Regions from separate parts of the Mus musculus genome. Here region 2 is linked to region 1. The links are chromatin contacts, called in public promoter capture Hi-C maps. All regions are on one chromosome and are shown on one strand. The core of a region is the stretch at or near the end of the contact, and the rest is flanking DNA. Distances in the headings are between cores, read along the strand shown. Region 1 holds the start of Serpinf2 (serine (or cysteine) peptidase inhibitor, clade F, member 2). Region 2 holds the start of Spag5 (sperm associated antigen 5).

Region 1 (5,557 bases), core at 2,318-4,817:
AGGATATGACACCGCGTGCATCATGTCCACCGACACTGTGAACCGCTCATCCAGGTGGAAGAAATCTTTCTGGGTGAGGCTCGGGTCAAACTTGGTCCTCCAGAAACCTGCAGCCAGGCAGAGGGCAGGAGCCATGTAACATAAAATCAGCCTCCTGCCTGTCTTGCCTAGAACCTATTCCAGGAACAAGGATTAGAAGCCACGCTCCCAGAGGCGCTGGCCGGTTGACATCTAGCTGGTCTTAGGCACCTTCCCTACACTTGGATTTGCATTTCTCCATCCCTCTGTAGCCCCGGTTTTCTCTCAAAGCAGCCTGGCCTCTGCAGCTTGAGTTTCCCCTTCATGTGATCAGACAATCCCCAGTTTCATGGCCTAGCAACCTCAGAGCAAAGCTTGCAATGGCAGGGTGGGCGGGGCTGCGGGGGTGAGCGGCTTAAGAAGAACAGTGCACCGTGAAAGTGGATGGCGTTGAGGAGAAGCAGCACGGTGCTATCCGGCAGCTCAGAGAGGAAATCCTCAATCTTCCCCTCTGTGGCCTCCTTCACCCATTGGTTGATGTTCGCCAGGTCTTCCTCCTGCTTTCCAGTCAGTTTCACGGGCTTCGCACCAAAGAGCCTTTCCGATTGCTCCAGGAAATCGTCTTTGATGGGAAATCCTGCACGCAATGAGCCACAAGCTCATCCCAGGGCCTCCACATCCACCAGTGTGCTACCCGAAGCCAAGCCCCTCTCCCTCACCCTTGTGCACTAGAGGCAGGGCTCTTTCTGTGCAGCTTGCTACCACCAGCACCTACCTTTCTGCAGGTATATTCTGGCAGCCAGTCGGATTGTCCCTGGGCCTAGGTTCTGGTAGAAATGGCTCAGTAGATGCGGGAGGCAGGATCCTGTGTTCATGTGCAACACTCGATGCAAGCTGTGTAGTGTTTGGTTCTGAGCACCTGAAGGGGACCAAGCAGGCTGATGCCCAGGCCACGGGTTCTTTCTGGCCCCACTGCCCACTCCCACCCTCTGGCATCCCCATGATGAACATGGCCACAGATCACACTACTCTGCTCCTCTCCCAGATCCACGGAGCCATAGGGTCCCCAGATTCATCTCTGCAGCTAACAAGCTGGGCAGTGTCACCTCCCTCAAGGTTCCTTTCCTCTCTGAGCAGCAGTGTCTCCCACAGTGAGACACTCATGTCCACTGGAAGATATTGTAGCCATTAAATTCCTGTGCTAAAATAACTAGGGGGACTTGTCAATCACTACACTCTTAGCCCCGGACTTCTGACTCATAGAGGGTGGTGACAGCTCAGGGACCTGCATTCTACCAAATAGCCATGTGTCCCTGATGGAGGAACTGCCCCTGGACAACCTCTGCAGCAACTGAACCCTCTGTGGTCTCCTAGTTCTTCTGGACAGGTGTGACCCCAGTACCTAGTGCCAGGTGAGAGAGTGCTAGGGCCACACTAAGGGGTGACAGGACAAGGTTGGAGCTGGTAGATGTTTGGGCCACCAAAGAGAACAGGTCAGTAGTAAAAGCCATCATGGCCTGAGCCAGCCTGCGAGTCTCCTCTGCAGTTGGGACACTCTTGCAGTGTCCTGGGGACCTCTTGAGGGTAGCATGGTCACCAAAATCCTACAAGGACAGATCAGAAGTCAGTGAGGTCAAGGGAACAGCTCTAGGTTCTCTGTGTCCCTCACGGTCCTTTTTTTTTTTTTTTTTTTTTTTAAGATTTATTTATTTATTATATGTAAGTACACTGTAGCTGTCTTCAGACAGCTCCAGAAGAGGGCATCAGATTTCGTTACGGATGGTTGTGAGCCACCATGTGGTTGCTGGGATTTGAACTCAGGACCTTCGGAAGAGCAGTCGGTGCTCTTAACCACTGAGCCATCTCTCCAGCCCCCTCTCAGTCCTGATGCGACAGGGCAGCAAAGGCCTTGTCCCAGATCTGAGGAGAGTCATGCTGAAGTCCTTCCTACCCCACCCCTTCCGAACCCCTGAACATCAGCCCCATAACTACTGACTCCCCCACCCCCATTCCCTTGCTTCCACTGATCCGGTCCTCCTCTTCCCTCTGGCCCCACCCATTCTTCCCCAGCCCCACCTGATTGTACCTGGTTGTCCAACTTGAAGAGGGCAGGCAGGGGCAGCTTCTGCTGGGCCTGCTCACTCACTGGCTGTAGAAATGAGAAAGGAGATGAAGAAAAGGCCCTTCCCATGGGTCCCCATCTTGCCAAGACATAGGTGAGTCCCTTTGGCTCTTCCCCCTAAACCTCTCACTTTTGAGTACCTGCTGGCCCGGGAGATCCACGGCGCTCACCGGAGAGAACTGTTGAGAAAAGGGAGAACAGAGAACTCAGCGTTCCTCCCTCTCCACCCTTCTGGCCTCTCCCAGATTTGCCCCCGCCCCCCAGCATCTCCTTCAGCCTGACTGACCACTTCCCACTCAGACCTCAGCTCTGCCTCACCGTGAAACAGGGACCTTGCAGGCAGGACAAGCTGAGTACGAGGAGCCCCCGGAGCAGTGCCATGTTCCTGTATCCAGAACAGGGAGTGTTAGTTCCTACCTCACGCTCGAAGGCCAAGCAGTAGACTGCTATCCATGGGTTCCTTGACCGCACCAGGCTGCGGAACCTGGACTCAAAACATAGCAGCTGTGGACCTCACTCACTCTGAGAGGTGGGATTTCCATAAGCTTTTTTTTTCACCTGTACATTTAGTCTTCATTCTTTTCGTCTTACACTGTGGATCAGTCCTGGGTTCAAATTTAAAGCCCTCATCTTGCAAGAGGACCTTGCGCATCTCCCTTCATGCCTTTGGCTTTACCCTGTCTTGGTAATTCATGGCAGAAGTTCTTCCTGCTCCCATGTAGATGTTGAGGACCCAAATAAGAATCTCTGTAAATACTGAGCATGATGCCTGGCCCCCACCCTAGCAAAGCCACCTGACCTGTTGTTCATTTCATCCAGCCTTTCTCAGGCTGCCCTGGTCCTACCCAAAGGCTCTGAGAGCTAATCTGGGCTGGCAGGGCAGCCAGAAACTTCTTTGTTGACCAATGAATGACTGGCCCAGACACCTTTGGACTTACGGGAACTACAAGCCTCATCCCACTTCTGCTCCAAGTTCTGATCCAGGGTGCTTCGGGGAAGCCCAGCTGGCGGAAGGGGGGAGGCTCTCAGCCTAGAGAGCCTTCCTTTCCATCCTCAGCCCCCTACCCAGGCCTTATTTCAGGCACCAGCTCTTCTAAAAGGTCCTTCTGTTATCCCTAGACCTCCACAACTGTGTTCAAGAACCTTCAGCCAGGGCCTCATCTCCAATCTGGATATATGATTTTTCTCGCCAAGAGTAGGCCTCCAGGTTTTGGAGTTCTAGAGGTTTCTCCTGGAGCTGCCTGGACCTCTGCTCCTCACCACCCCAGGACGCTGTGAAGCTGCAGGCTCCCTGAATAAATTCATCCAGACCCCTTGCCAAGGTGCCAGCTGTCTACTTCCTCTGCTGCCCAAGCAGCAGGCTGCACCACCCCTCCATCCTACCTCTTCAGGCTTCTTAGCGCAGCACACGCAGCACACGGTGTTCTCCTGGACCAGCTTGCTCCCCACGCTCCCCCAGTGCAGCCAGCAGGGCCTAGCTCTCTCCTCCCACAGGACCTTTGCTCTCAGCCAACCCCCGTTCAGCTTGTGTTCAGTGCTGGTAAATATTGACCTGTACATCCGGTTAAACATTGATATGGGGGCCAGAAGACCCTTTCCCATCAAGGCTACCCAGAACCCTGCCTGAGCCTGGAGAAGGGGTTTACAGGAGCAGATAAGTGAGGAGGTTGGGCCTGGCAAGCCTTCTAATGATCCCTCAACATAGGGGATTATCCACAGTCAGTGAGGCTCAGAGAGGCTGTGTGGCCTGTGTAAGGGCGCAGAGTGGGCTCCAGAGTCACAGCCAAAGTCCCACCACCACCACCACCACCACCACCACCACCACCACCACTACCACCACCACCACCACCACCACCACCACCACCACCACCACCACCACTACCACCACCACCACCACCACCACCACCACCACCACCACCACCACCACCACCACCACAGCTACCCAAGGGAAGGGGAGGCTGCAGGAGCCTGTTCACCTAACTGTAGCAAGTCCAGGATCCTGGTTGGCTCCCTCCAGCCTAGGTTCCAAGGCGAGGGCTGGAGAGACCCAGCTGGAGGCCGGCCCTCCCAGGGTCCCACCTCTTCAGCAGTGTTCCCTTTCCCCAAGGGTGAACCATTCGGAAAACTGACCCAAGGCCACCCAACCCAGAAGCTCTGTATCCAAGGCAGCCAGAGGACAATGGCTGCCTCTACCCTCTTGCTGTGTTTGCAACTACCAGGTTTGGACTTTCCTGACTCTGGTGCCATCAAGGCAAACTGGTGGGCATGACTATCCATGCCTATGTATAATATCAGCACTTGGAAGGTAGAGAGAAGAGGGTAGGTAGGGAATACCAGGTCAACCTCCTCGGCTGCATATCAAGTTTGAGCTACCAGACCTTGTATCAAAAGAAGCTGGGTGTGGGGCTTAGAGATGGCTCAGTGGGTAAGAACACTGGCTGCTCTTGCAAAGGATCCAGGTTCAATCTTCAGCATCGAGATGTGGCTCATAACCATTCATTAACTTCGGTTCCAGGTGATCCCGATGCCCTCTTCTGACCTCCGCAGGGACCAGACACAAGTATGGTGTGCATATGTACAAGTGGGCAAAACAACCATACACGTATAAAAATCAATGCCTTTAAAAAATAAAAATTGGACCTGGTGGGTCATGCCTATAAGCCCACTACTCTGTTTCAAGCAGGAAGGTCATCCCAAGATCAAGGCCAACCTGAGGCACTTGAGACCATCTGAAAAAAAGCCAAGCCAAGCCATAAGCCAGGCACAGTGACATATACAGTGACATATACCAGTTCCCCAGCTCCTTGGGAGGCTGAGGCAGAGCTGCCTGAGCCCAGCCTAGGCAAAGCAAAACACAACACAGCCTCACTCAGCTCCGTGGCTCTTCCAAAGAATTTATTGACCTTATTTACATAGACTGCAACTAGTGAGAAGGCAGCAGGGGCCACATCTCAGGCTTCTCCAAACGAACACTCAAGAGATGGCAGAGTCTGCCCATCCCCTGGGCAGAACCCGAGATACAGAGATGATTCCCGCTGCCTCCTGTCCCTAGGGATGCTGGTCCCAAGGGCTGCCTCCCCGGCTGAAGGCACAAACGCTGTGGTTAGGGGTACCAAGGCAAGGCATGGATTCATTCCTGGACCAGCTGGGCCCATATAACCCCTTCCCTAGCCCTGTTCTCACATCCCCTTTTTTCTGGTCCCATACTGAAGACCTGGCTGAATGAATGCTAAAACCCCAGACCAAGCCCTGAAAGTCGTAGGTCCTGGCCAGCCCTCCTGAGCCTGGAGTCCCAGTACCATCAGAACCCTAGACAGGAGCAGTTTCCTACCCAAGGGAGAAACAGAGCTAAGGAGAGCGTGGCTAGAGGAAGCTGGCTGAGCAAAGGCCCAACTCCTTTCATTTCCTGGAGCTGCC
Region 2 (5,290 bases), core at 94-2,593, 2.9 Mb after region 1:
CTTATATGTCTGTACATGTTCATGTACCTGTCTACCTGCTTGCTCACATGTGTAGGGCTTTGTGGAACCAGAGGTCAACATTACATATTTTTTTCAATCACTCTAGACTTTATCTTTCAAGACATTTTCTGTTATTGAACCCAGAACTCACTGATTCATTAGACTAACTGAGCAGCAAACCCCAGGGGATCCTCTCATTTCTGCCTCAGCCCCCATGTTGTTAGGAGAACAGGCAAAAACTGCTGCACCCAGCCCTTTTTTTTTTTAACAGGATCTATGTAGCCCTGGCTGTCTTGGTACACACTGTGTAAACCATCCTGGCCTCGAACTCACAGAGATCCACCTGCTTCTGCCTCTTCAGTGTTGAGATTAAAAGTGTGCACCACCATGCCCGGCTTTTTATTGGGTATTGGAGATCCAAATTCAGGCCCTCAAGCTTTCCTGACAAGCTCTAAGATGGAGTCATTGCCCCATTCTTCCCCTTACATAATTTTAAAATTGTCACCCATGTTCAAAAGGTTTAAAACAAGAAATTTTAATATATTTTATTTAACCTAGCATATCTAAAAATATTTCAGTATGCAATTAACATTAAAAAAATAGTTTTTCCATACAAGGTCTGAAATGCAATGTGCATTTCACACCTGTATTATATTCCCATTTGAAGAATTCAGAGCTACATGCAGCCCGCAGAAAGTTACTGACCAGTACAGTTCCTGATGGGCGCGCATACCCTGACAGAACCCTACAGTTTCTAACATTAAAGCTCTTCTTTGGTTCTCTTCTTTTTCTTCATACATTAACACTTCTAAATTGGCCTGTGATTTCATCATTCAAGAGGCTGAGGGCCAGGCAGTGGTGGTGTGGGACACGCTGTTTGTGTGTGTGAGAGTGTGTATGTGTGTGAGAGAGTTAGTTATTAATATAGCAAGCACTTGAAACAGATCACCATAAATGCACAGTAAAGTAAATATCAACTATTATTCTAGTGATCTTGTTACAGTAGGCTCCGAGGTTAGACACAAGAAAGGCCCAGAAATTCTGAAGAGGCGGTTACCTGAAGGCCGAAATTGGGCACTTAGGAACTCCCTCTGGCCGTTATGAAACTGGCACCTATGCCTGGACAGCCCAACCCTGGGGGAAGTGCGGCTCACTCGGTAACCGGGGGAACGGAGCCACTGAAACAGGACTCCACGACTCTCCAGCAGCCCACAGACACACCAGCCTGCCAGATGGGTGCTTCAGTGGAGGCGTTAGGCTGAGCGGCTCGTGGGGGCGTGACGCGCGCAGGTCCCGCCCACCATACGTACCGCGGCCCCGCAGCCAATCCCGAAGTGCGTATTGGGTTCAAATAGAGGCGGCGGGTGAAAGTGGCCATTTCGACTTGGTCTGGTTAAGTGATCGAGTTGAAAATGTGGAGGGTGAAAACACTGAATCTCGGTTTGTCGCCTTCGCCCCAAAAGGTGAGGAGAGAACTCCGGCAGACAGGGCGCTACCTGGGCGGGGCCGGGCGGGGCCGAGGCCGGTGAAGTCCGGCTCCGGACGAAGTGGGGCAGCGGGAGGCATTGTCCGCCCCGGCCTAGCGGTTGTGGGAAAACACTCCGGGAGGCCGAGACCAGCTTTCCTCACACTCGCTTTCTCTCTCAGGGGAAGCCAGCTATGAGTACTCCTCTCCGAGAGCTTAAACTACAGCCCGAGGCCCTCGCCGATTCAGGGAAAGGTCCCTCTATGATCTCCGCGCTGACCCCATACCTGTGCAGGCTGGAGCTGAAGGTGAGATTTTTAGCTTCACAACTGGGCTGTTTGCCCAGGCTCAGATGCTCAGAGGAACAGAGGGCCAAAGCTGGAACGTAATTAATAACGATAATGAAGTCTTCCACTTCCGTGACATCCATTTACAGCTATTCAGGCCAACAGAGAGGTGCCCTGGGGTGGTTAAAACGAATCCACTGAGAACCCACACCTCTATTTAGCTGGGTTCGATTTTTTTTTTTCTTTACCTCTTTTCTTGTTTTTGACCTATACCAAATTCCCGAGAAATACTGGCACATTTATGGAGAGATCTGTCTCCAAGAGTTGAAACCATATCCATCTATCCTATGGGGTAGTTAGAATTTTCCTGTATCCAATACTTTAAACTATTACCTTGCAGAATTGCCTATATTGAGCTGTACCTTTTAGTTAGAAGGTTTTCTATTGTTACTGTTACTATTATTGTTGTTTTGGGTTTTGTTTGTTTGTTTTTGTTTTTGTTTTTTGAGACAGAGTTTCTTTGTGTAGACCTGGCTGTCCTGAAACACTTTCTGTAGACCAGGCTGGCCTGAAACTCAGAGATCTGCCTACCTCTGCCTCTCCAGTTCGGAGATCAAGGGTGCCAGCCACCACTACCACCACTCAGCTTCTTTTCTACTTTTAGATTTTTTTTTTAATGTTTTAGATTTTTTTTTAATTACTTGTCAAATGACTTAAGAGAAATAGTACAAACTGCTTTTGTAAAACTTGTCAAGAGAGGAGTTTGACCCACTGGGTTCTTTAAAGACATTTTGTAGAACTTACTTGGGAAATTGTCCTGAAGAAATTGCTATCATTTCCTCTTCCTATAGGGAGAACCAGGAAGCCTACCATTCTTTCAAAATATGAAAGTTTGCTTTTTTTTTTCTTTGACCATGATTTTGTTATTTTATGGTGCTGGGTATTAAACCTAGGTCTTTGTGCTTGCTAGATGGATACTACACTACTACTAAACTATACCCGCAATCCTATTTCATTAACTTTATTCTGTCTTTAGTAACTCAAGATTTTTGTTTGTTTGGTTGGCTTTGGTTTTTTAAAAAATATTTATTTATTTATTTATTTATTATATGTAAATACACTGTAGCTGTCTTCAGACACTCCAGAAGAGGGAATCAGATCTCATTACAGATGGTTGTGAGCCACCATGTGGTTGCTGGGATTTGAACTCCGGACCTTTGGAAGAGCAGTCGGGTGCTCTTACCCACTGAGCCATCTCACCAGCCCAGCTTTGGTTTTTTTTGAGACAGGGTTTCTCAGTGTAGACTTGGCTGTCCCAGAACTCACTCTGAAGACCAGGCTGGCCACTCAGAGATCCACCTGCCTCTGCCTCTTGAGTGCTAGGATTAAAGGTATGTGCCACCACCAGCTGGCATTCCTGGAGTGATCTCTGAGTTATTCTGGTGTAACTCTAGATTCTGAGAGCACTTGAAACATTTCCCATCCTCTGTTCAGTCTCTCCTACCCCCCACTCTTTCTCTCTTAAGAGTTATCTATTTATTTTATCTATACGAATACACTGTAGCTGTTTTCAGTCACACCAGAAGGGGGCATCGGATCTCATTACAGATGGTTGTGAGCCACCATGTGGTTGCTGGGATTTGAACTCAGGACCTCTGGAAGAGCAGTCAGTGCTCTTAACCGCTGAGCCATCTCTCCAGCCCCTACCATATCTCTTAAGATGTTGGTTGGAATTAGAAAAGGACGTGGCAGGGTCATAGTCAAGGTAGAGTCTCCCATTGGCATAAATAGATTTGCTTAGTCTGTTTATACTATGGGCTGCATCCCCTATATGTACGGGATGCATAAGGATCCAAAGTGGTTTCCTATCTTTCTTTTCCTACTAGTAGTTCTGTGTAGTAACCAGCAAGGATTAGCTAACTTCTTACCTCAGAGGAGATAATAAGGACTCTGACTTTTCTGAGTTTGGATATTACTGTGTACCCCAGTTATATGTTGAGGGCTGAATTGGACTCCCTTAGTCAGCTATTATGTTTCTTTTGGCAGGAAAGATGCAACAACTCATCTCCAGTGGATTTTATCAATACTGAGAACAACTTCCTTTCAGAACAGTTCAGCCATCCTTCAACGCACATAGAAGCTTGCCAGCGTGAATCCGATCCAACTCCTGAAAGCAACTCTCTTTTCCATACTTTGGAGGAAGCAATAGAAACAGTGGATGACTTTGTCGTGGACCCAAGAGATGATAGTATAGTGGAGTCCATGGTTCTTCTGCCCTTTTCATTAGGGCAGCAGCAAGACCTGATGCTCCAGGCTCACTTAGATACCACAGCAGAGAGAACTAAAAGCTCTCTAAATGAATCTTTGGGGCTAGAAGATCTGGTGGGGAAGGAGGTGGCACCTTGTGTGGAAGACAGCCTAACAGAAATTGTTGCTATTAGGCCCGAGCAACCTACATTTCAGGACCCTCCGTTAGGACCCAGTGACACTGAAGATGCACCTGTGGACTTAGTTCCTTCTGAAAATGTCCTGAATTTCTCTCTGGCTCGTCTTTCTCCTTCAGCTGTCCTGGCCCAGGATTTCTCTGTCGATCATGTCGATCCAGGGGAGGAAACCGTAGAGAACAGAGTCCTACAGGAAATGGAAACGAGCTTCCCCACATTCCCTGAGGAGGCCGAATTGGGAGACCAAGCACCTGCTGCAAATGCAGAAGCCGTCTCACCCTTGTACCTGACATCAAGTCTAGTGGAGATGGGGCCCCGGGAAGCCCCAGGCCCAACAGTAGAAGACGCCAGTAGGATTCCTGGCCTTGAGTCAGAGACTTGGATGTCCCCATTGGCCTGGCTAGAAAAGGGTGTGAATACATCGGTCATGCTACAAAACCTCCGCCAGAGCTTATCCTTTTCTTCTGTGCTTCAGGATGCTGCCGTTGGCAACACACCCCTCGCCACGTGTTCTGTGGGCACTTCCTTTACTCCTCCAGCACCACTGGAGGTAGGCACCAAGGACAGTACTTCAGAGACAGAGCGCCTCCTCTTGGGGTAAGTGACCTCTAAGCCTGTGCCTCTGGGGCTCCAATATTGTGCACCTGCCACTCGAATCTCTTCCCCTTCCTGTCATCTTTTCTTCTTTTCCTGTGGTAGCTGCCGTCCTCCAGATCTGGCTACCTTGTCCCGACACGACTTGGAAGAGAACCTGTTGAACTCTCTTGTCTTGCTGGAAGTTCTTTCCCACCAGCTACAAGCCTGGAAGAGCCAGTTGACTGTCCCTCACCGGGAAGCTCGAGACAGTAGTACACAGACTGACAGCTCTCCTTGTGGGGTAAGAAGCTGCTCCATAGAACTTGGAGGATCCCAGTGGACCCTCTGCCTCAGAAACTAAGCTGAGAAGCTACCAGAGGAGAAATAGGATGCCTTGATCACAGGCTTAGTCATAGCATATTTGTAGAAGCTGAGAACTTGAGCCACGTGTGGTGGTGTATGCCATCCAAGGACGGAACTGAGGTAGGATGACCTCAAATTCAAGGGTAAACAGGACT

The links. Promoter capture Hi-C pulls out the DNA fragments that hold promoters and counts their contacts.
Region 2: a contact with region 1 is called in a promoter capture Hi-C map of liver, with 3 times the contacts expected there. The contact joins the promoter of Spag5 here to the promoter of Serpinf2 in region 1. A contact is called at or near these places in 2 of 39 promoter capture datasets (both in liver).

Annotation. Positions count from the first base shown.
Region 1 is chr11:75,435,934-75,441,490 of GRCm38.p6, forward strand. Serpinf2 (serine (or cysteine) peptidase inhibitor, clade F, member 2) reads right to left here and starts at 3,568. Exons shown (of 10, transcript NM_008878.2): 1 at 3,524-3,568; 2 at 2,459-2,525; 3 at 2,281-2,319; 4 at 2,105-2,167; 5 at 1,421-1,622; 6 at 794-937; 7 at 452-655; 8 at 1-107. The coding sequence starts at 2,521. It overlaps Gm35391 (a long non-coding RNA gene), which reads left to right and starts at 2,145. Exons shown (of 2, transcript XR_388849.3): 1 at 2,145-2,234; 2 at 3,260-3,457. Wdr81 (WD repeat domain 81) reads right to left here. Exons shown (of 10, transcript NM_138950.2): 10 at 5,010-5,557.
Region 2 is chr11:78,300,248-78,305,537 of GRCm38.p6, forward strand. Spag5 (sperm associated antigen 5) reads left to right here and starts at 1,344. Exons shown (of 24, transcript NM_017407.3): 1 at 1,344-1,463; 2 at 1,648-1,773; 3 at 3,799-4,793; 4 at 4,896-5,073. The coding sequence starts at 1,413. It overlaps Gm3948 (predicted gene 3948), which reads right to left and starts at 1,264. Exons shown (of 4, transcript NR_166889.1): 1 at 1,058-1,264.